Regions from separate parts of the Sus scrofa genome. Here region 1 is linked to region 2. The links are chromatin contacts, called in public promoter capture Hi-C maps. All regions are on one chromosome and are shown on one strand. The core of a region is the stretch at or near the end of the contact, and the rest is flanking DNA. Distances in the headings are between cores, read along the strand shown. Region 1 holds the start of ZSCAN2 (zinc finger and SCAN domain-containing protein 2). Region 2 holds the start of SEC11A (signal peptidase complex catalytic subunit SEC11A).

Region 1 (7,174 bases), core at 4,381-6,880, 130 kb after region 2:
GGAAAAGTGCGGCCAAAGGTCCTGAGCTGGACAAACAGACTAGAGGTCAAGCGGTCTTATGTTGAGTAAACGTTTTGAGAAGGGATGGAGTTAACTGCAGAGGTTTCTCTTGAGCAATCACAAGGAAGGTCGGGAGCATGGGTTAAACAAATGCAAACCAACAAAGACAGCAATCAGGGCCCTGACAAACCCACTCAGTCTGGGACATTCCTCATCTGAGATGTCCCATGGAAGATGAATGGCACAAGGCCCCTCCAGCAAGCCAGACAGGGAGGGCTGGCACGGTGGGGAGCCTGTCATTGCCTCAGAGACACCAGATGAGACCTGCAGCCCTCCAGGCCTCTGCCCTCTCTTTGGTGTCTGATCCTGAGGTTCACTACAAACTCGCTACATCCATCAGGAGAAAAGTAAAGGTTTTTAATAGGTTGAGAGGTTTTTGCTTTTTTAAGTAGGAAGAATAAAAGTAAAAGTTATTTTTCAGGGTGAAGAAAATCGGGTACTTTGCTTAAAACAAAACCTGGGATCTACCAAACACAAACTCAGCAAACAGGCTGAGTTTGAATCCCGGCTCCATCACTAACCAGCTGTGTGACCTCAAGGAGGAGCTTGAACTTCCATTTCCACATCTGTAAAATGATGGATCCTTGCTAGCTCATGGGATTGTCAGTGAGATGGACATGGAGGTGCTCAGGGCAGTGCTGGGCTCACAGCAGGCCCCCCAAGACCCTTTATTCACATCTCACAAGTCCCTGGGCATTGTCACAATTCTGCCCCCAAACTACCTGCCCTTTCCAGCCTCTGAAACCTCCAGACTAGATGCCTCTGAGTTTGTCATCTTAGTCCTCATCAACATCCCCCCCCTTTTTTTTGCTTTGCTTTGTAGGGCCATATCCACGGCACATGGACATTCCCAGGCTAGGGGTCCAATCAGAGCTGCAGCTGCTGGCCTACACCACAGTCACAGCAATGCCAGATCCTTAACCCACTGAGCGAGGCCAGGGATCAAACCCATGTCCTCATAGATACTAGCTGGGTCTGTTACCGCTGAGCCATCATGGGAACTCCAGTATCAGTCCTATCTCACACGTGCCCAATCTCCGCCCCTGCCATCCCCAACTCAGCTCCACCCCCATCACTGCCCGCCCAGCGCCCAGCGTATAGGCGGCTTCCTGGCTGCTCTCCTACCTCCAGCCTCTTCCTACTCTAATCAAACCTGCATCCTGTTGCTAAACCCAGCTTCCTCTCATGCCCTTCGGGTTCTAATTTAGAACCTGCTGAGGCCAAAGACATTCAGTCCAAAACTCCACCCACCTTTCCCCTAGACTTTACTTCCGCCACCTCCTAAAGACACACTCTGCTAGAGTTCCCTGGTGGCCTGGTGGTTAAGGATCTGGTGTTGTCACTGCTGCAGGCATGGGTTCAGTCCCTGGCCCGGGAACTTCCCCATGCTGCAGGCACAGCCAAACACAACAACGACAACAAAAAAAGGCCAAACCAAAACAAAAAACACTTTCCACTCCCATCAGCTAGGCTCCCTTACTGTTACCCAAACCATCCTACGCTGGCCCACCCTTCCGAGCCTCTGCTTAGCATAGCTCCGCTGGGGTGCCACACCCTTCCCTGCCCTGCGCCCTCCCAAAACCTGCTCCAGCTTCGACACCTGCTCAGGCTTCACGTCCTCCAAGAAGCCTTCTCTGACTTCTCCTCTCCTCTCCCCACTCCTTTCCCTGATCTTCACAGTTCTCATCAGCAAAAAGGTAGCCATCACTTCCCACGAGTCCTGAAACAGTCCTAGGGACCCAGGTAGGTCCCAATATCTGGTGATAGGGAGTCCAATTGACAAGTGAAGACCAGAATGGAGGCAGAGCAGTCAAGTGGCATGTGTGGACCCCACAACGTATTAATAACACAAGAGATGTTATATTTTGTATATATGTATATGTATATATGTATAAATATAAATATATGTATATATTTTTAGGACCGCACCCTTGGCATATGCAAGTTCCTAGGCTAGGGGTCAAATTAGAGCTACAGCCGCCAGCCTATACCACAGCCACATCAACATGGGATCCGAGCCGCATCCGCAACCTACACTGCAGCTCACAGCAATGCCAGATCCTTAACCCACAGGGTGACGCCAGGAACTAAACCTGTGCCCTCATCGATACTAGTTGGGTTTGTTTCCACTATACCACAATGAGAACTCCAAGAGACAAATACATCAACTGTTGCAAAAAGAGCACTCAAGTTTGGAATTAATCTTTTTTTTTTTTTTTTTTTTTTGTCTTTTTAGGACCGCACCCACAGCATATGGAGGTTCCCAAGCTAGGGGTCTAATTAGAGCTATAGCTGCCGGCCTACACCACAGCAACTCAGGATTCGAGCCACGTCTGCAACCCACACCACAGCTCACGGCAATGCCAGATCCTTAATCCACTGAGCGAGACCAAGGATCGAACCTGCAACCTCGTGGTTCCTAGCTGGATTTGTTTTCGCTACACCACTATGGGAACTCCAAAAATAATCACTTTTTTAAGAAAAAAGGACTTTTTTTTTTTTAACTGCTAGAATGTAAATATTTAGATGTTTATTGTACAACAGGGTGAAAGTGCCAAGGAGTGATTTTTGGGGTCTTCAGCCCCTGCCCCTACAAAACTCCATCACTTTCCCAACCATTCTAAAGAAACACAGAAGTAAAAAGTGTGTTAACTAAATGCAGCTTCATGAGTAGACCTCTTAAGCCACTCTTATCCTGAGATCCTGGGACTGTCACTGCACATAACCAGGGCACTGTGGGATGACAATGTGCTGACTGCCTGCAGACAGAGTAGAGGGGTGGGGCTGACCCAAACTCAGTCCTGGTATCACCTTCTCCTCCTCCGCAAACACCACACTCCTCCATCTCAGAGGGGCGCTCCCACTCCCTCCCTATGAGGTTCCGCATCTCACCACTGTCCCGAAGAGTCTGGGTCAGGTCTTCCACCAGGGCCACCGCCTCCTCGCTGCTTTCGGGGCGGTGCTCTTGCAGCCAGGCCTGAATCTCCTTTGGCAGCATGGTCAGCATTTGCTCCTTGGTGTGGACTTCTGGCCTCAGCCAGCGCCGACAGAGCTCTCGAAGACGGCCAAGGGCACCCTGAGGCCCTCCGGCCCCCTCCTCGTGGGGGCTGCCCTTGCCAGCACTCTGGGCGAAGGGCTCGGAATCAGGGCCGTCCTCCTGCAGCACAGCTTCCTGCACCCAGGAGTCATCCTCCAGGATCATGGTAGCAACCTCCTCTTCCTGCTCGTCTTCCTCTTGAGGCACCTGGACTAAGGGGCTCAGAGGATTGGTTACTCTCGGTACCTCTGAGGCCATCATCCACGTTCTCTGGGGAATCACTCAGGCTTCTAACCTTGACCTTCAGTCTTCTCCAGCCCAGCTCTCTGAGAAGATAGATCCCTCCTCAAATTTCAATAAGGTGTCTGGCTAAGAATGAGAAAGAGAACTAGAATCAATACGCAATCTGTCCTAAAGCAATCTAACTCATAGCGGCCCAGAACAGGTCACCAAGTGATTCATACATCCGCAAGTCAATAGAAGTTTCCTGACCTTCTAAAAGGAAAAATGGCTTATTCCTGAGAATACCTCTATAACACAGGAAGTTAAGAAGAATCACAAGCACAAAAAATACAGTATTTTTCTTTCCCAAAGATGAAAGCATGAGCATCAGAAATTCACAGTCCTCCCACGAACCCAGGACTGACTTATCTTGCCCTAAGTCAGTTCAGACTTACTGCAGAGAGGGTGACCTTGCCCTAACATACAACTCAATCACACAACCTCACTGACCACCTAATAAGTTGAGATAATAACACCCAGCCTTCTTATCTGAAGGGGTCATCTGAAGGATTAGCAATGGTTCAAATGTCAAGGCACTTTGAGCCTCACTGGAAGGAAGGCAATTATCTCAATTGCTTTATTACCATATTTTATTTTATTTTTTATTACCATATTTTAAACCATGAAGTTTTAAAATGGTCATACTCTTAGATCCGGCCTTGGCCCTTCAGGAATTTATTTTTTTTAATCATCTTTGCAAACAGAAATTTGTTTGAAGGATGCACAACCATAACATTGTTTCTAAAAACAAACCCCAAAGAAAACACCTGACACCTTAAGAATCCAGCAACAGGAGAAGAGTTAATAAATTATGACACATGCATACAGTAAAATGTATTAAAAACTATGCTGGAGTTCCCGTCGTGGCGCAGTGGTTAACGAATCCGACTAGGAACAATGAGGTTGTGGGTTCGATCCCTGCCCTTGCTCAGTGGGTTAACGATCCGGCGTTGCCAGTGAGCTGTGGTGTAGGTTGCAGACGCGGCTCGGATCCAGCGTTGCTGTGGCTCTGGCATAGGCCGGTGGCTACAGCTCCGATTCAACCCCTAGCCTGGGAACCTCCATATGCCACGGGAGCGGCCCAAGAAATAGCAACAACGACAAAAAGACAAAAAAAAAAAAAAAAAAAAAAAAAAAAAACTATGCTGATGTAATAATGACTACTTTTAGGGCTTTGGGAGGGTAACTGAGAGGGGTGTTTCAAAGAAGCTAGAAATGTTCCAGATCTTGATTTGACAATGGTTGCATAAGCGTGTACATATTAAAGATCTGTGCACTCTGCTGTATGTATTTTAAAATATTTTTAAAATTATGCTCCACAAGAATTATTAATCATTAATGATTTAAGATAATCCTCATAATATAAAATAAATGGATTAAAAACAAACCTGGCAAGGCAGAAAAACCAGACACAGTATGACCCCAATTCCTTTTAGAAAAGAACATATATACACAAGGAAAAAAATATGTATAGAAATTCTACAAAACGTTGACAGCAGTGAAACTACAAATTCTTTAAAATAAAGACTAAAAGGCAAAAGTTATTTTTAAAAATCATCACATCATAAATATTCAGATAACGCTCCTCCTCCCCCAAGAAAAGAAAATAGGGAAGGAAAAAGTTTTTTAAAAGAAAAAGAAAAGCTAGTGGAAACACCGAAGATCTCAATGTGCATTTACCAACTGGCGAGAAGAAACACAGGTATAACACCACTCTTTAATCTGGGAGCCCGGGAAACCGTTTTTAATCAGTTTAATTCGCTGCTTGACCCGGAGCAAGACACGCCCCCTCTGAAGCTCAGTTTCCCCATCCGTAAAATGAGGGGCTGCGCGGGATCGCGTCCAATGTGCCTTCCAAACCCTGCGACCAAGGCTGGACGTTCAAAGAGCTCACTGATAGGGAGAAGAGTCCACATCTCGTCGGTCTCTCAGCGGACCCCGCGCCTAAACCGGGACAGCTGGGCGCGCGGGACGCGGACAGCGCCCCCAACGCCCCTCCCCCAGCAGGGCTGCCCGCACTGGCTCCAGGCCCGTTATTCCCTCGCCTCGGGCTACTTCCTCGGCCGCGTGGCTCCAGCCCTGTCTCTCCGGGCTCACCTCTCCAGAGACCAGATCCTGCTCCTGCAGTCCCTCCGCGCGCAAAAGCGCCCCCGGGCACTGCCCGGCCCCTCCGGAGTTGCGGCGGCTCAAGCCCGAGGGGCACCGAGAACAATGGACGGGAGAGGCCTGCCCCCCACCGCGCTCATTGGCCACCGAGAACGGCCCCTGGAAACTCTCCTTTTCTACTGGCGGATCCGGGCCCAGCCGGGTGGCGGGAGGGAGACTGGGCCGAAGGCATTGTGGGAGATGTAGTCCACCTGGCAGACGCCCGACCCCGCCAAGGAACGGAGTTTGGGCTTGATAGCCTGCGCTGTGCGGGAGGGCCAGTGGCGGGACAAGCGGTTGACTGCAAGTCAGGCAACCTAGTGTGGACCAGAGCTGTGACCCGGGACAGGTCATTTCACTTCTTTAAGTCTTCCAGTTGTCTGCAAAAAAGGAAAGTTGGATGGAAGAGAACTGTGAACTGTGAACTGTGTGGCAAGTAGTATTGTAAGGCCCCTCGACGGCCGAAAGCAGTGCTTGAGCTGGAAAGGAATCTTCACCAGAGAAACCCCTTCTTGTGAGGCCGGCGCCCCTCCCCCAACTTGCAGATCTACTCTCGCACCTGGCTGTTGCACACCCCTTTGTTCCTGCGTCTGGAGGAAAGCCCTGTCTCGCCTCTTCTGCCGCGCACCTCCGATTCTTTCTTCATCTCCTTTTGTGTGGAACCTGCTTAGGCAGAGACACCGCCCGTGGCACACCTGCTCCATGTCTCCATTTTAGTACCTATCCCAGTGTTACTTATTGTTAATCTCAGCACTGGGAGGTGAGAATGGGAGATTAGCCTCTATTGTGATGTTCCCACGGTTGGCGCTCTTGAAGAATGGCTGCTCCATCACCATATGACAACAGGTGAGTAACTAACTGCCTGGAAACCCAAGGGGAAAATATAAGAATGAAGAGAAAGACAGTAATGGTTTGTGATAGAACAATCTGGTGTTTTTGTACAGAACAATTTTTGGGGGCACCCACAATCAAGTGACTGCATTTAATTTTCATTTAAATTTCACGTTCATGAAAATTTAATGTTCATTTCATGAGTGTTTGAGAAATGTTTCATGATTATTAGTGGGTTTTTTTTTTTTTTTTTTTTGTCTTTTTTCTATTTCTTTGGGCCGCTCCCTCGGCATATGGAGGTTCCCAGGCTAGGGGTTGAATCGGAGCTGTAGCCACCGGCCTACGCCAGAGCCACAGCAACGCAGGATCCGAGCCGCGTCTGCAACCTACACCACAGCTCACGGCAACGCCAGATCGTTAACCCACTGAGCAAGGGCAGGGACCGAACCCACAACCTCATTGTTCCTAGTCGGATTCGTTAACCACTGCGCCAGGACGGGAACTCCTATCTTCCAATTTTTTTAATGGAATATACTCATAAACGCTCTTAGTATATTAAGAAAATGGTTTTTTGTCACAAAAGTTGCTATTATTTTTCTCAGTTTACTGTTCCCTTTTTGCTGTTTTTTTACATGTCTATGCTCTCCAAATTGTCAGTCTTGTCTTTTCATAGCTTCTGAATTTTTTGTCACTCTTAGAAAGTTTTTTGCACTACTCCGAAGATTATTTGAATTTCACGAATTTTTCACTAACTAACCTCTTGAACTAATTTAAGTATAAAGATGCAAAGCGAGGTTCAGCAGTTGAGTGCTGCATACT
Region 2 (7,270 bases), core at 3,088-5,587:
GACAGCTACTACATGAGTGAGCTCGGAAGTCGGTCCTAACTCAGCTGTAGCCTTCTGGAGACTGCAGTCCCTCTGGACAGCTTAACTGCAACTTCATGAGAGACCTTGAACCTAAACTACCAGGGACCCAAATTTCTGACCCACAGAAACTATGAGACAAAGTTTTTTGCTATAAGTTGGTAAATTTGTTATTTACCAATTTTTGGGGGTAATTTGTTATACATACATGGATAACTAATTCATCAGATTAATGAAAGTGAAGGGAAGGTGGTGATCGGTTTCCAGGACCCAGCACAGTTGGATAACTTTCTCCAGCAGCCCTAGACAACTCCAGACAATATGCTTGTCGACTTTATATGCCATTGATATTATGCGATGTCCAATAATATCTTTTTTTAATAGTATTTTTTATTTTTTTCTTTCTAATTTTGCTGTTTTAAGGCTGTGGTTCCCAGGTTAGGGGTTGAATCAGAGCTGTAGCTGCCAGCCTAAGCCATAGCCACAGAAACACAGGATCCAAGCCGCGTCTGCGACCTATACCACAGCTCACGGCAACGCCGGATCCTTAACCCACTGAGTAAGGCCAGGGACTGAACCCACATCCTCATGGACCCTAGTAGGGTTCGTTAACCACTGAGCCACGAAGGGAACTCCTTCGATAGTATCTTTTGATAAAATAATTTTGCCAAAATCTTATTTAACTTTCTTAATGAGCTATTAACCATTAACACTATGTCTGACTTTAAAAGCTTTTTGACAAGAATGTGTCCTGTCACTGTTTTGACTTTAAAAAGCATAGCTTGAAGTTCCCATCATGGCACGCAGAAATGAATCTGACTAGGAACCATAAGGTTGTGAGTTTGATCCCTGGCCTATGCTCAGTGGGTTAAGGATCCAGCGTTACCGTGAGCAATGGTGTAGTTCGCAGAGGCGGCTCAGATCTGGCGTTGCTATGGCTGTGCTGTAGGCTGGCAGTTGTAGCTCCGATTAGACCCCTAGTCTGGGAACCTCCATGTGCCACTAGTGTGGCCCTAAAAAGCAAAAAAAAAAAAAAAAAAAAAAAAAAAAAAAAAAAATTTAAATAAGTAAAAAGCATAACTTTATTTTTTTATTTTTATTTTATTTTTTAAGGGCTGCACATGTGGCATATGGAAGTTCTCAGGCTAGGGGTCAAATAGGAGCTGCTGCTGCAGGCCTATGCCACAGCCACAGCCACACCAGATCCAAGCCTTACCTGTGGCCTAAACCACAGCTCATGGCAATGCTGGATCCTTAACCCACAGAGCGAGGCCTGGGCTCGAACCCGAAACATCATGGTTACTAGTTGGATTGGTTTCCACTTGTTCCCATTGGTTCTGGGAACTCCAGATAGCTTTATAGTTTTGATCACTTCTCTTACTTTTAGGAAGAAATTTTATCAAAGTTATATCAGTAAACATTATTTTGTGGGATCTTCTTCCTCCAGAAAAAATATTTTTTGTGGTTACTAGATTGGCCACCGAACTTTTTTCAAAAATGGCACTAAAATTTCATTTGTTTGACTAAGTTTCATAATCTATGTAATGAAATAGATGTAATGTACTGGGGGCCAGGGGCAAATGGACTACCAGTTTAATAAAAACATACATCTTAGAGCCTCATTGTATGTCTCATTAGCACTTTTCTTTTTCAACTGCTCATCATAATTCATTACACTTGTGACTTACCCAGACTCAGCACAGTCAGATTCACCCTTCACATCTATGTTTGCACTGGATTCCTGAGCAATGCTTTACTTACACCTTTTTTACTGAGTTTGAAAATATTCAGCATCCTGACTTAGATAATTTTCAACTAACTGATCTGATTAATGATCCATTTTTATGAATTGAAATAAACTACAACACAATGAAATTTCAAATTCAGCACATAAATAACACATATTACAAAATAATACATTACTTTAGATTAACTACATCCTACCAACTGAACATTAGCTGAGATAAACTATAGAGCCAATACAAAATAAACTTTTAAGAGCGAAATGACTATTGAGATATAACATGGTTTCTGAGAAAATCCTAATTAATCTGACATTTAAAATTTATGAAATAGATGGGAACAAAGTTTCTCTTCCTGCTGAAATAGCCTGTAGATAACTTGATATATCACTGGTCCAGGGATCTCATGTTGGAAAAATGCTGATAGATTAGGAGATATTTGCCCAGTCATGTGACTAGAGAACTCACTGAAGTGGAAGAGAGCAAAAACTGAAAGGAAATGTATAGTGTGATCCCAATTATGTGAAAAAATGAGTGTAAACTTTAAGTACATGGGGAAAAAGCACTATAAGGGAAAATTGTTGGAATTACCTGGAGGCACAGTGGGTTAGGGATCCTGTGTTGTCACTGCTGCTCTTTGCTACAGCCTAGGCTCTGGCCCTGGAACTTCAGAATACTGAGGGTGTGGCCAAAAAAACAAAAGCAAAAACTTTTTTTTTTTTTTTGTCTTTTTGCCTTTTCTAGGGCCGCTCCCTCGGCATATGGAGGTTCCCAGGCTAGGGGTCTAATCAGAGCTGTAGCCACCGGCCTACGCCAGGGCCACAGCAATGCAGGATCTGAGCCGCGTCTGCAACCTACACCACAGCTCACAGCAACGCCAGATCCTTAACCCACTAGGCAAGGCCAGGGTTTGAACCGGCCACCTCATGGTTCCTAGTCAGATTTGTTAACCACTGTGCCACGACGGCAACTCCAGCAAAAACCTTTATTTATTTATTTATTTATTTATTTATTTATTTTTGCTTTCCAGGGCCACATCTGAGGCATATGGAGGTTCCTGGTCTAGGGGTAGAATCAGAACTGCAGCTACGCCACAGCAACACAAGATCTGAGCTGTGTCTTCAACCTACACCACAGTTCACAGCAATGATGGATCCTTAACCCATTGAGCAAGGCCAGGGATTGAAACTGAGTCCTCATGGATACTAGTCAGGTTAGTTACTGCTGAGCCACAAGGGGAACTCTCCAAAACTTTTAATAGTGATGATGGGTTTAGAGAGGGGAGAGACTCTCTAAGACTCTCTAAAAGACTCTCTAAGAGCAAAAAGAACCATCACATTCTACTCGCTTTTTAATTTCAAATTGTGGTCAAATCCACATAACAAACAATGTACCATCTTACCTATTTTTAAGAGTAGAGTTCAGTGGTGTCAAGTACATTCACATTGCTGTGCAAGCAATCTCCAGAACTTTTCCATCCTGAAAAATTAAAATTCTGTATCCATTAAGCAACTCCCCATTTCCTCCTCCCCCTAACCCTTGAACCACTGTTCTACTTTCTGTCTCTGAATCTGACTACTTCTAGGTACCTCATATAAGGGACTCAGACAGTATTTGTCCTTTTGTATTCGGCTTATTTCACTTAGAATAATGTTCTCAAGGTTCACCCATGTGGTAGCATATAGGACTTCATTCCTTTTTAAGCCATAATAATATTCCATAGTATGTTTATACTTCCTTTGTTATTCATTCCTTCATTAAGGGACATTTGAGTTGCTTCCACTTTTTAAATATTGTGAATAATGCTGCTATGAACATGGGTATACAAACAGCTCTTCAAGACCCTGCTTTGAATTCTTTCAGGTATATAGCCAGCAGTGGAGTGGCTAGATTGCCTGTCATGTTTTAATCTTTTACAATGAGAATGTACGCATGTATTGTTTGTACGTGTTAAAACATATGAAGAAAAGAGTCTGGTACTGTTAAAAAGCTGGGGGCCAGGGATCCAACCCGCATCCTCAGGGATACTAGCCGGCTTCTTAACCCTCTGAGATACAATGGAAACTCCCAACTTATAATTTCAATTTATGATGGTTTCATTGGGAGGTAAGCCAAGGAAGAGCTGTACAGACAGCAATAAGCGATAAGAGTCACCTTGTGGTGCCCAAGGTAAAAAAAAAACAAAAAACAAAACAGGAGATTCTTCTCAGGGATACTATCAGATCCTGTTAGGTCAAAATAAAGGAGGAAGGGACTGACTACCTGACAATCCGCACCACAGATGGTCTTTTCACACTGTCACATTAGTTTTCTAATCCTACCGGGTTGTTTTCTCTCAAACCAAGAGTTTCCTAAACTCCTGAAAGGTTCAGGCAGTGCTTTGCAAGTCTCTCATATATTCCGCCCTTACCCAACAGCACTACTGAAACAGAGCCGTTCAGTTTCCCTTAGCTCGGTAGACCAGCCCTACCAGAGGAGGCCGGGCTGGGGAAATGTCCAGGGCCACACCCAGGCCCGCGGCCCCGGCTTGAACGCGCCAGCCAATCACAGGCCGGTTCTACTCGCAAACCCCAGAGACACAGCTCCCTATTAGCCAGGTGTGCACCAGGGCCCGCCTTCTGGAGGTTGCAGGGAGGCCTTCTAGCTAAACCCGAGTGGCCGCCTCCGTGTGGGGCCGCGGGGCTGAGGTGGGGAAGTGGGTTTCGGTCTGTTTGCAGCAGCCGAGGTACCGGATACGAAAGCCCTTCTACAGCGAAGCTAGGCCAAGAGGCTGGATTAGGAAGGTCACGCGTCCCTTTGTCTGTTTTCCGCAGCGAAGGGGCAGGGCTGCCCCGGTTCCGCCCCGGAAGCGGAAGTGCGGGCGCCGCGGGGTCCTGTCCAGTGTGAGCGCGGCCGGTGAGCCAGCCGTTCCTGCCGCTGGTAACACAGTTCGTCTCTCCTACTGCTCGCGTCCCCTCGCCAGCCGCGCCATGCTGTCTCTAGATTTTCTGGACGATGTGCGGCGGATGAACAAGCGGCAGGTGAGGTTGGCCACCTACCGTTCTCCTAGTCCCACGAATGCTGCTGCTGCGGTGCCCCGCGGATCTCTGGGCCCCAGTGTGAGGGCCTGAACGGGTCTGACGCTGGGATTACACCATCTCATTGTAGAGTCTGTGGCCAGAGGTAGCTTTATCCGTCCCCAATTTTTAGCCCCTAGCTGATTCCGGGCCTTCTATGGGCGGAGCAGGAAGCCTGGTCTTCTCGTTCCATTCCCCACGATGAGGCAGGGGAGCAAGAGGAAACAGTAGGGTATTTTGTAAGTGGGAGTTGGGGTTACTTATTGTTTTAAACTTGATAAGGCGGCAAACTCATGATTTCTCCAATTGCAGCGACTTCCAGTGGATTCTGGCAACTAGGTTTAGCAGTTAGTTCACTTCTGCTCTGACTTTGGGGGTGCTCCGGAAGGCGGTTAGGCCCAACAAAAGCCATTTTGCTACTTTCAGCAGTTGCAGCCTTTCTAGAGCAGCGGGCTGCGCGGACTTCCCTGAACCACCTCCGAGTTCAGAGTTTGAACAGTTACTCTACTTGCTCGTGAGTCACTTCGCATTAAGGTGGCAGCCCTCAGAATCCTCGGGTATACCTCCCAGTATTAGTGGCACAGGGATCTTGAGATTTAGATCTCCTGGTATTGTCCTTAAACCTTGCTCTGTCTTGAACTTATAGATCGTATTCTAGAGGGTACTAGGAATACTTTTGTAAGGGGCACACTTGGAAAAGTTACTCCTTTTTGTCTTCTGCACCTGTGTCTGTGGAGCCTAGTTTTGATTGCCTCGGACCTTTTTACAGATCTGCCTTCAAGGAGTATAATGTGTAGAAAATGACTAAGGCAAGGCAATTACTTTTAAGCTCTTGCTATACCTGTGAGGTAGATAATGTTATTCCCATTACACAGATTAAGAAAATGAGCTACCTGCCAGAGATTGTTAGGAAATGGGAAGAATTGGATAGCATGGGGATGGGGCAAGGATAAGTTATGAAATGAGCTTTTACCTGCACATAATATCTCGGGGAAAAAATGATAGTGACTCTAGGTACCGAGAGCTAATTAGATGAAAAGAGGGAAACTAGAAGTTTGGTTTTAGCCCTCTAAAATTGCTGTCATTTGTGTAACTTTTCCATTTATGCCTAAATATATCTCATCTAATGTCTGATTAATTTGAGTTGTAGTTTTTCTTTTTCTTCTTACCAGGTTCACAAAGGATTACTTTAGTGCAATAAATTCCATCCATTTAAAGTGTATCAGTTAATATGTTTCTGTAATTATTTGCATCCATTACAGTCATACAGAACGTTTCTATCACCCACAAGATCTTGTGCCCCTTTGTAGTTCATCTCTAGCAATTGGCAACCACTGGCTTGCTTTCTTGTCAGTATAGATGGGTTTGCGTTTTATATAAATGGAATCACAGAGTTTATATGTTCTTTTGAGCTTTGAGTTTTAATTGATTTTTTAACACCTTACTCAAGATTTTTGTTTATTATATGTAATTTTTTTTGTCTGCTTCACAGTTTTCAAAATTATAGTGTTTTACTGTCTTCACAGCATCTGATGTACTGCTGACCAGATTAATGTCTTCTTTTCTGCCCTCAAACTTTCAGTAGCGTCCATTGCCTTGTGGGTTAAAGTCCAAACCCCTTAGAATTTCATTTGTGTTAAGTTTCAATCATTTTACAGCCTGCCATTTCTCACGGTTTCTTTCTTGACCAGTGTTCTTTTCCTCCCTATTTTGTGCTACTGTGTATTTGAACACTGTTCCTTTTCAAACTTCGTGTACTTAGCTTCAGAACACCCCTTGGAGTTCTTTCTGAGTCTCCATGGACTGCCTTAAACTATTAGGTGATCTCTAAAGTTCTTTCAGCTCTTATATACTATTTTATTTGCCATCTCCTCTTTGGAGTGTGGCTCTTTTATTGGAATATCAGAGCACAGTTTTCCCAAGGCTTTTCTTAATCCATGAAGCCCTGATATGTAGTTTGCTTATTTCTGTGGTATAGATACTTCCAACATGGCTGATTCAAGCTACTAACATGACATCAATGAATGTGGAATTAGGAAGAAATGGTAATTTCCATGTTACAGATAAAATTTTAAAAATATTCTCAAGAACATGGATAATAGGGAGTTCCTGTCATGGCTCAGTGGTTAATGAATCTGACTAGCGTCCATGAGGACGCAGGTTTGATCCCTGGCCTTGCTCAGTGGGTTAAGGATCTGGTGTTGCTGTGAGCTGTGGTGTAGGTTGCAGACACAGCTTGGATCCTGTGTTGCTGTGGCTGTGGTGCAGGACGGCAGCTACAGCTCCAATTCGACCCTCAGCCTGGGAACCTCCATATACCACATGTACAGCCCTAAAAAGCAAAAAAAAAAAAAAAAAGTGGATAATAGTAAAAAGAAAAAGTAATAAAATAAGTAGAAAGATAAATTTAGAATATTTATTACCTTCATTTTTAATGTAATTTAATTGTGCTAA

What was found. Promoter capture Hi-C pulls out the DNA fragments that hold promoters and counts their contacts.
Region 1: a contact with region 2 is called in a promoter capture Hi-C map of liver, with 3 times the contacts expected there. The contact joins the promoter of ZSCAN2 here to the promoter of SEC11A in region 2. A contact is called at or near these places in 1 of 5 promoter capture datasets (liver), 2 of 47 Hi-C or Micro-C datasets (embryonic fibroblasts and skeletal muscle) and 1 of 2 datasets of contacts at active chromatin or transcription factors (alveolar macrophages).

What each region holds. Positions count from the first base shown.
Region 1 is chr7:52,952,377-52,959,550 of Sscrofa11.1, forward strand. It overlaps ZSCAN2 (zinc finger and SCAN domain-containing protein 2), which reads right to left and starts at 5,631. Exons shown (of 9, transcript XR_002345788.1): 1 at 5,477-5,631; 2 at 2,953-3,466.
Region 2 is chr7:52,824,930-52,832,199 of Sscrofa11.1, forward strand. It overlaps SEC11A (signal peptidase complex catalytic subunit SEC11A), which reads left to right and starts at 4,338. Exons shown (of 7, transcript XM_021098904.1): 1 at 4,338-4,357; 2 at 4,574-4,780. The coding sequence starts at 4,730. It overlaps LOC110261550 (a long non-coding RNA gene), which reads left to right. Exons shown (of 3, transcript XR_002345782.1): 3 at 1-448.